2 separate regions of the Gasterosteus aculeatus genome follow, and region 1 is linked to region 2. A link is a contact called in public Hi-C data. All regions are on one chromosome and are shown on one strand. The core of a region is the stretch at or near the end of the contact, and the rest is flanking DNA. Distances in the headings are between cores, read along the strand shown. Region 1 overlaps tenm3 (teneurin transmembrane protein 3). Region 2 overlaps tenm3 (teneurin transmembrane protein 3).

Evidence for each region. A called contact is a pair of places that touch in the nucleus more often than the background predicts.
Region 1: a Hi-C map of skeletal muscle shows a contact between it and region 2, with 5 times the contacts expected there. The contact joins two enhancer-like sites. A contact is called at or near these places in 4 of 6 Hi-C or Micro-C datasets (skeletal muscle, tail fin and whole body).

What each region holds. Positions count from the first base shown.
Region 1 is chr9:4,115,092-4,117,991 of fGasAcu3.hap1.1, forward strand. tenm3 (teneurin transmembrane protein 3) reads left to right here. Exons shown (of 60, transcript XM_078080162.1): 12 at 1,336-1,509; 13 at 2,678-2,742. Among protein-coding and RNA genes, the nearest start is that of dctd, 89 kb to the right of the region's middle. Within about 2 kb of position 1,395, at least 6 of the 9 cell types and tissues checked have open chromatin away from gene starts, as enhancers often do.
Region 2 is chr9:4,046,282-4,048,981 of fGasAcu3.hap1.1, forward strand. The region is part of intron 9 of tenm3 (teneurin transmembrane protein 3); the gene reads left to right. Among protein-coding and RNA genes, the nearest start is that of dctd, 160 kb to the right of the region's middle. Within about 2 kb of position 1,425, at least 1 of the 9 cell types and tissues checked has open chromatin away from gene starts, as enhancers often do.

The DNA of each region.
Region 1 (2,900 bases), core at 145-2,644, 69 kb after region 2:
TATGTTTGTGCTTTAACGGCTGCTGTAGAACTCACACACAAAATATAGCAATGCTCAATGTTTCCCTGTTTATTCAGTCTCTTAAACTCTCTTCCCCTCTTGCCTGGAGGCAGGTATTAATTGAAGGACCCTTGTTATAATAGGCTATAATTGTTAATCATACATCCTATTTAGAGGGTAGTTTAATTGTAATTACAGATGCTCGTTAGACAGAGTTCTGTGTCCTTGGTAAGTACTGCAGACATACATGCACACTGCGCCAGCAATCTTTGTGGTGGAAATGTTCACGTGGTAAATTCTAAAGACGGCCTTTACACAAATGAAAAGGGAACGATGTGGCTTTCAGGTGGACAGCAGTTTGAATTTGCTTTATTCAGACCACTGTGGCCTTGTTGGCTTGTTCCAGTTGGGTGATAATACATGAAGGGTTTGGTGAAACCAGAAAGCATCTTCTGGAAATGGTAACTTGAGTAAAGCTTCTCTGGTCCTCGGACCACTGAAAGTCCTTTGCTACCATGCGAGGTACCACCGGAATTAATGAAAACAACCTTTTATTTGTCATGAGCTGACATGCATGCAAACATCTCTAATATGTTGGATTTAATCCCTTTGTGAGTAGAACTATTTATTCAACAAAAACATGAACATTGAATCTCGCATAGTCTTGTTCTTAACTACGTTTAAGTTCCTTGTTTAATGCTTAAAAAAGGTTAAAAAAGGTAATTTACAGGAAACCTTCCACCCCTGCGACCCTTTGCGACCCTAACTGGGAGCATCAATTTTCATGTGGCATGGGTCCACTCTTTCTCCTAATTAGGTCAGTAGGCCAGTGTCATCCATTTGAATGCTGGATCAAAACAGAGGGCTTCAAAATTAGTGGGCAGCCACCTCTAGTGGCCATGTATATCATTGATGTAAAGGGGGAAGCTAGGTGAAGGTGAAGCATAAAGCGTTATAAAGTCATGCAAAACAGTCCTTCACCATCAAGTCTGTACTCGTCAACATGGGTTAGAGACACTTACATGAGTTACTTTATGACGCCATTATAGTTCAAGACACTTAATAATCAAACATATAATGGTTTTACAGTCATGTGTGATATTATAGTTTGGAAGCTGTTCAAGCACAGCTCATATATTCATTTCTTTTATTAATGAAAGAGAATTGGGGGGAATCAAAGAGAGCTAACCTGAAAGTTAAGTGTTGCTCTTGAAGATTGAAAAATACAACATTGTGTTAAAAGTAAAAAGAATACAACAATGTATGTAAACTGTGTGACAACCTGCTGATTTACCATAACTAATCTCTGTCCCCCTTTTTCCTCCTGCTCTCCAGGCACTTCCTCTTTAAGACAGGTACAGGCACCACCCCCCTCTTCTCCACGGCAACTCCTGGCTACACCATGGCAACCGGTTCAGTGTACTCCCCGCCCACCAGGCCGCTGCCGAGGAACACCCTTTCCCGCTCTGCCTTCAAGTTCAAGAAATCATCCAAGTACTGCTCATGGCGGTAAGATGGAAGAAGTTGTCAGTGGTGCTGCTGGTATTTTCTTCTGTACAACTCATTTATACTCAGGTACACGTTTGAATATCCTAAAACAGCATTGGCTGGGACAGAAGACTTCTTCCCAGTCACCAAATGAATGAAATAAAATTAATTCATAGTATATTTGACAGATTTGAAGTTGTTTGGCATTTAATAAGGTTTGTCTCAAAGGAAGTGCCGGGAGTGGGACAAGCTAAGGAAGATGCTCCTGTAGTTTATCATACAACCCCTATACCTCATAGTTCCTATAGCTCATGTGTCGACGTGGCGCAGGGGTACATGAGTAAATGCGTCCCACATATAGTGCACGCTGATCTTTATGGCAGACGACTGTAACTTAACCACACAGTCATGCAGTTTATGCAGCTCCGTCTTCCTGCTGGCACTTCTCACACATACCAGAGATTTCCTCCCCACAGCCACCTACCAGTCAATGCCACACGCACAGGTTGCACGGACATGTGACACCAAACGTAGTCACATGTAACACATTTTGTTTGCATTGCATTTAACACTCGGCAGAATCTTGGCAGCAAATAGAGCCACGAGAGAAGAGACCAGCTGGCATCTAATTGGGTGTGTGACTTTGCTAGCTTGCAGAGCTAGTGCATCCAGGGTGTTGTTTTTTCAATAAAAATGTTTGTATAGCTGTATTTTTACATATGAAATACAAAATCTAGAATGTTCTTCAGCTCAACAGCGCTAGGTGCAATACCCCAATAGAATATTATGATTGCAAATGTCCCTGCTACTAAAAATATGTTGCTGCTAAACAACAACATTAACTCGTTAACAAGAGCATCATTGTGTAGTACTGATAGGTTGCCGGACAGCATCGTGGGATGAGGGCCTGTATTGAGATCTAGCATTTGAATCAGCACAGTCTATTGTGGAGGTTTTTTTTCATTTGTATAAGCTACACCAAAGGATTTAGAACATTTTGCACAGCGGACACAGAATAACATCTGTGACCCTGAAATGACAAATGTCGCTGTCCGTCCGCACCTCCAACGCTGTAAACCATGGGGAACACTGTAGCAGATGTGTCTGATAGTGTGATGGTTAAGACAGAAGCCACACTGACGAAGGAGGAAGCAACACAACAACCATGGTTTTCTTTTCTTTCCCTCAGGTGTACCGCCCTCAGCGCCGTAGGACTGTCTGTGCTGCTCTCCATCCTGCTCTGTTATTGCATAGGTAGGATCAAACGCACACAGACACCTTCCTAGTTGTCTCGCTCTTTCACACACAAATGCTAATCAGTGGCGTGAATACATCCACACCCATTAGTCACAGGGGTTTAGTCCGGTCCAGGTGCAGGGCCGGATGGGACTTCTTTAACGCTCTCTGTGAGC
Region 2 (2,700 bases), core at 175-2,674:
GGAAAGTGGGAGTTTCCCACAAAGAGATGGGAGGGGATGCGTAAAGTGTGCCCAATTATTTATTAGTATTAGTGTGTACAGAAACCGCCTCTTAAAAGCAGGTGTAAACCAGAAGTTTCCTCGCATACGCCTCCTGGAGAATGAGATGAGATGAGATGACGGCAGTCATCCGAGCCAGACGGCGACGTAGGACAAGGAGACGAGCTGAAAAGATTTTTGCCACAAGAATCACACTTCAACCGTTGAGTGAACATAAAATCATTAAGCGTTACAGATAAAGCATCCATGCAATATTACAGTTACAGGAAGAAATCAAAGATGACATCGCATCGCCGACTCAGCGTTCACGTTCCATTCCAGCAGGTGTTAAACTCCTCGCTACATTACTACACACAACTATTGGCCTCAGGGTCATTTCAAACGGTCATAGTATCAGCAGTGGGAATATCACAGTGTGCAATCAGCCATATCACATCACAAGGAGCTAATACACACATTTCCCCACCACTGACGCAGACACATCAACTTTGGCTGATCCATGATAGAAAGAGAGAAGGAGGTCCGTTAACTTGCGTGTTTGAATGCTCACAATATGCGATTTTGTTGGCGGAGAAACACGCTGATTACCAGATGAACTGCGGGTTTCGTACATACGATGCGAACTGAAGTATCACAATGCGCGCTTTCTGCACGTTGGCCGTGATAACACTACATTTGCAAATGTATGCCTTTTATATATTGTAATAAAAAGAGTAGAGTGGGTGTGTCCCCGGTGACCACTGAGTTTCAATCCCTCATCGTCACCACGCAGGCATTCTTTCACTTGGAGGGATGTCAACTGTCAGCAACTACAGGGCCACGGTGGCACATCAATGGTGCCCGTGCTAATGTGTGTGTGTGTGTGTGTGTTCATTAAAGGACCTTTTTTCCATCGTGATTCATATTAAGATGAACTGCTCAGTTAAAATCATCGTCTTTTATTGACACCCAAACCAACAGGAAACTGGAGCTGAATATAAAAATAGAATTATAGAAAGGTGACTTGAACCCAATGCACTAATTACTCAAAGAAGCAATCCCCTTTACTGTGAATGGAGAAATAACCACCAATCTACTAATGTCTCACCTCACCCTGACTGTCTCTATCTTTTACACACACACACACACACACACACACACACACACACTAGCCTTCGCAGGGTTTGGAAAGCTAGTGATAGTGTGGCTGACCTCAGCATATGGGTGGTTTTACTGACAAACTTCACGTACCAATTTGTGTGTGCGCACACAAACACACACACAGAGAGAGCCTTGTTTTGTCCTTATTTTCATCTCTTTTAGTCACTTACAAACTCACACTCTCCCACATCGTGTGTTTGTCCTTGGCAGCGATTTCTGCTGTCATATGGCTTCTACTAAATGTGATTATGACACAAAGGCTGTTTAGCTAACTGTGTGTGTGTGTGTGTGTGTGTGTGTGTGTGTGTGTGCAGGCCTGTTGAGTGGGCAGGACAGTCTGTCTATCTGTCAGCCAGTTTACGATGACGCTTATTATTGTTCCCTTTCTCTCGCTTATTGTCCCTACGAAGCTTTAACGTACAGCATCATGTGAACAAGTAAATTAATTGTGAAAACATTTTTAATGGAAGATATATTTTACTAATAGGTACATCGGTAGCAGATCAAGCAGATTCAGTTGGTACACGGGTTGCTCTCTGATTTCTGCCTCATACTTGCGATGTGTCTCCTAACCTCATTATATATCAGTCATTTCTGCCAAATAATCAAAGTACGAGCAAGATAATCTTCTATTTGACAGGGCTGTGTATTAATCAAGTCCATTTTAATTGTTTACTCCTGTATCAGAAATCCCCCTTGATTCAGATAATAACATGATCTGAAAAAAAATTTAAAAACATAACTGAAGATCACTGAGTCATAGATATTGATAAAATGCCCACCCATTTTTACTAGGGGGGAATACAATCCTTTATGGTTCTGTCTGTGAGGCGTGGTGTGGGGTGCTGGCCTGGAAGCAATAAACAGCCAGTAAGCCCCTGAGGAAGTCAATCTGTTTGAACAACACAAAGCAAAGTCATCACTCTGATCTCTTAAACCACGGGGCCCTCGTCACATTTACAAATCCAACCCCCCTTAGTTAGCGTTGCTAGGCTGGACGCGCTTGACAAAGAGATATATGGCAACACCGGCTGTGCGGTTTCATTGAGCCGGCTGCGTTACATCACCTCCGGCTAATTGTGTCCAAAACTTTTATTTTTGCGTCATGCGCAACTGTGTGGCTTTCAGGCGGCCCGACTCCAACACCGTGTCCAGTTCTGGAGAGAAAAAGGTAGCTGTGTGAAAATAAGGTGTACGTTTCTTATAAATGACTCATCCACTTTTTATAACTTTCATTCACTCTGTCTCCCTCCCCTGAAACCCCCCCCCCCCCCCCACCCCCACGCCCCACTCTTGCAGGGCTTATCTCCTTCATATTGCACACTCAAGGTATTTCTAATCCGCTTATACTTGTTCAGCCTTCTTCTACATTGTAACTTAATATGGGCCGTGCCCTTTTGTGTGTGTGTGTAATAGATATAAATTCTAAGTATTATTGTATTCACCACATACTATTGTGCATCTCCCTCTCTTTCTCCTGCACACACGCACACACACAAGTACACATGGATGAAGAATCCA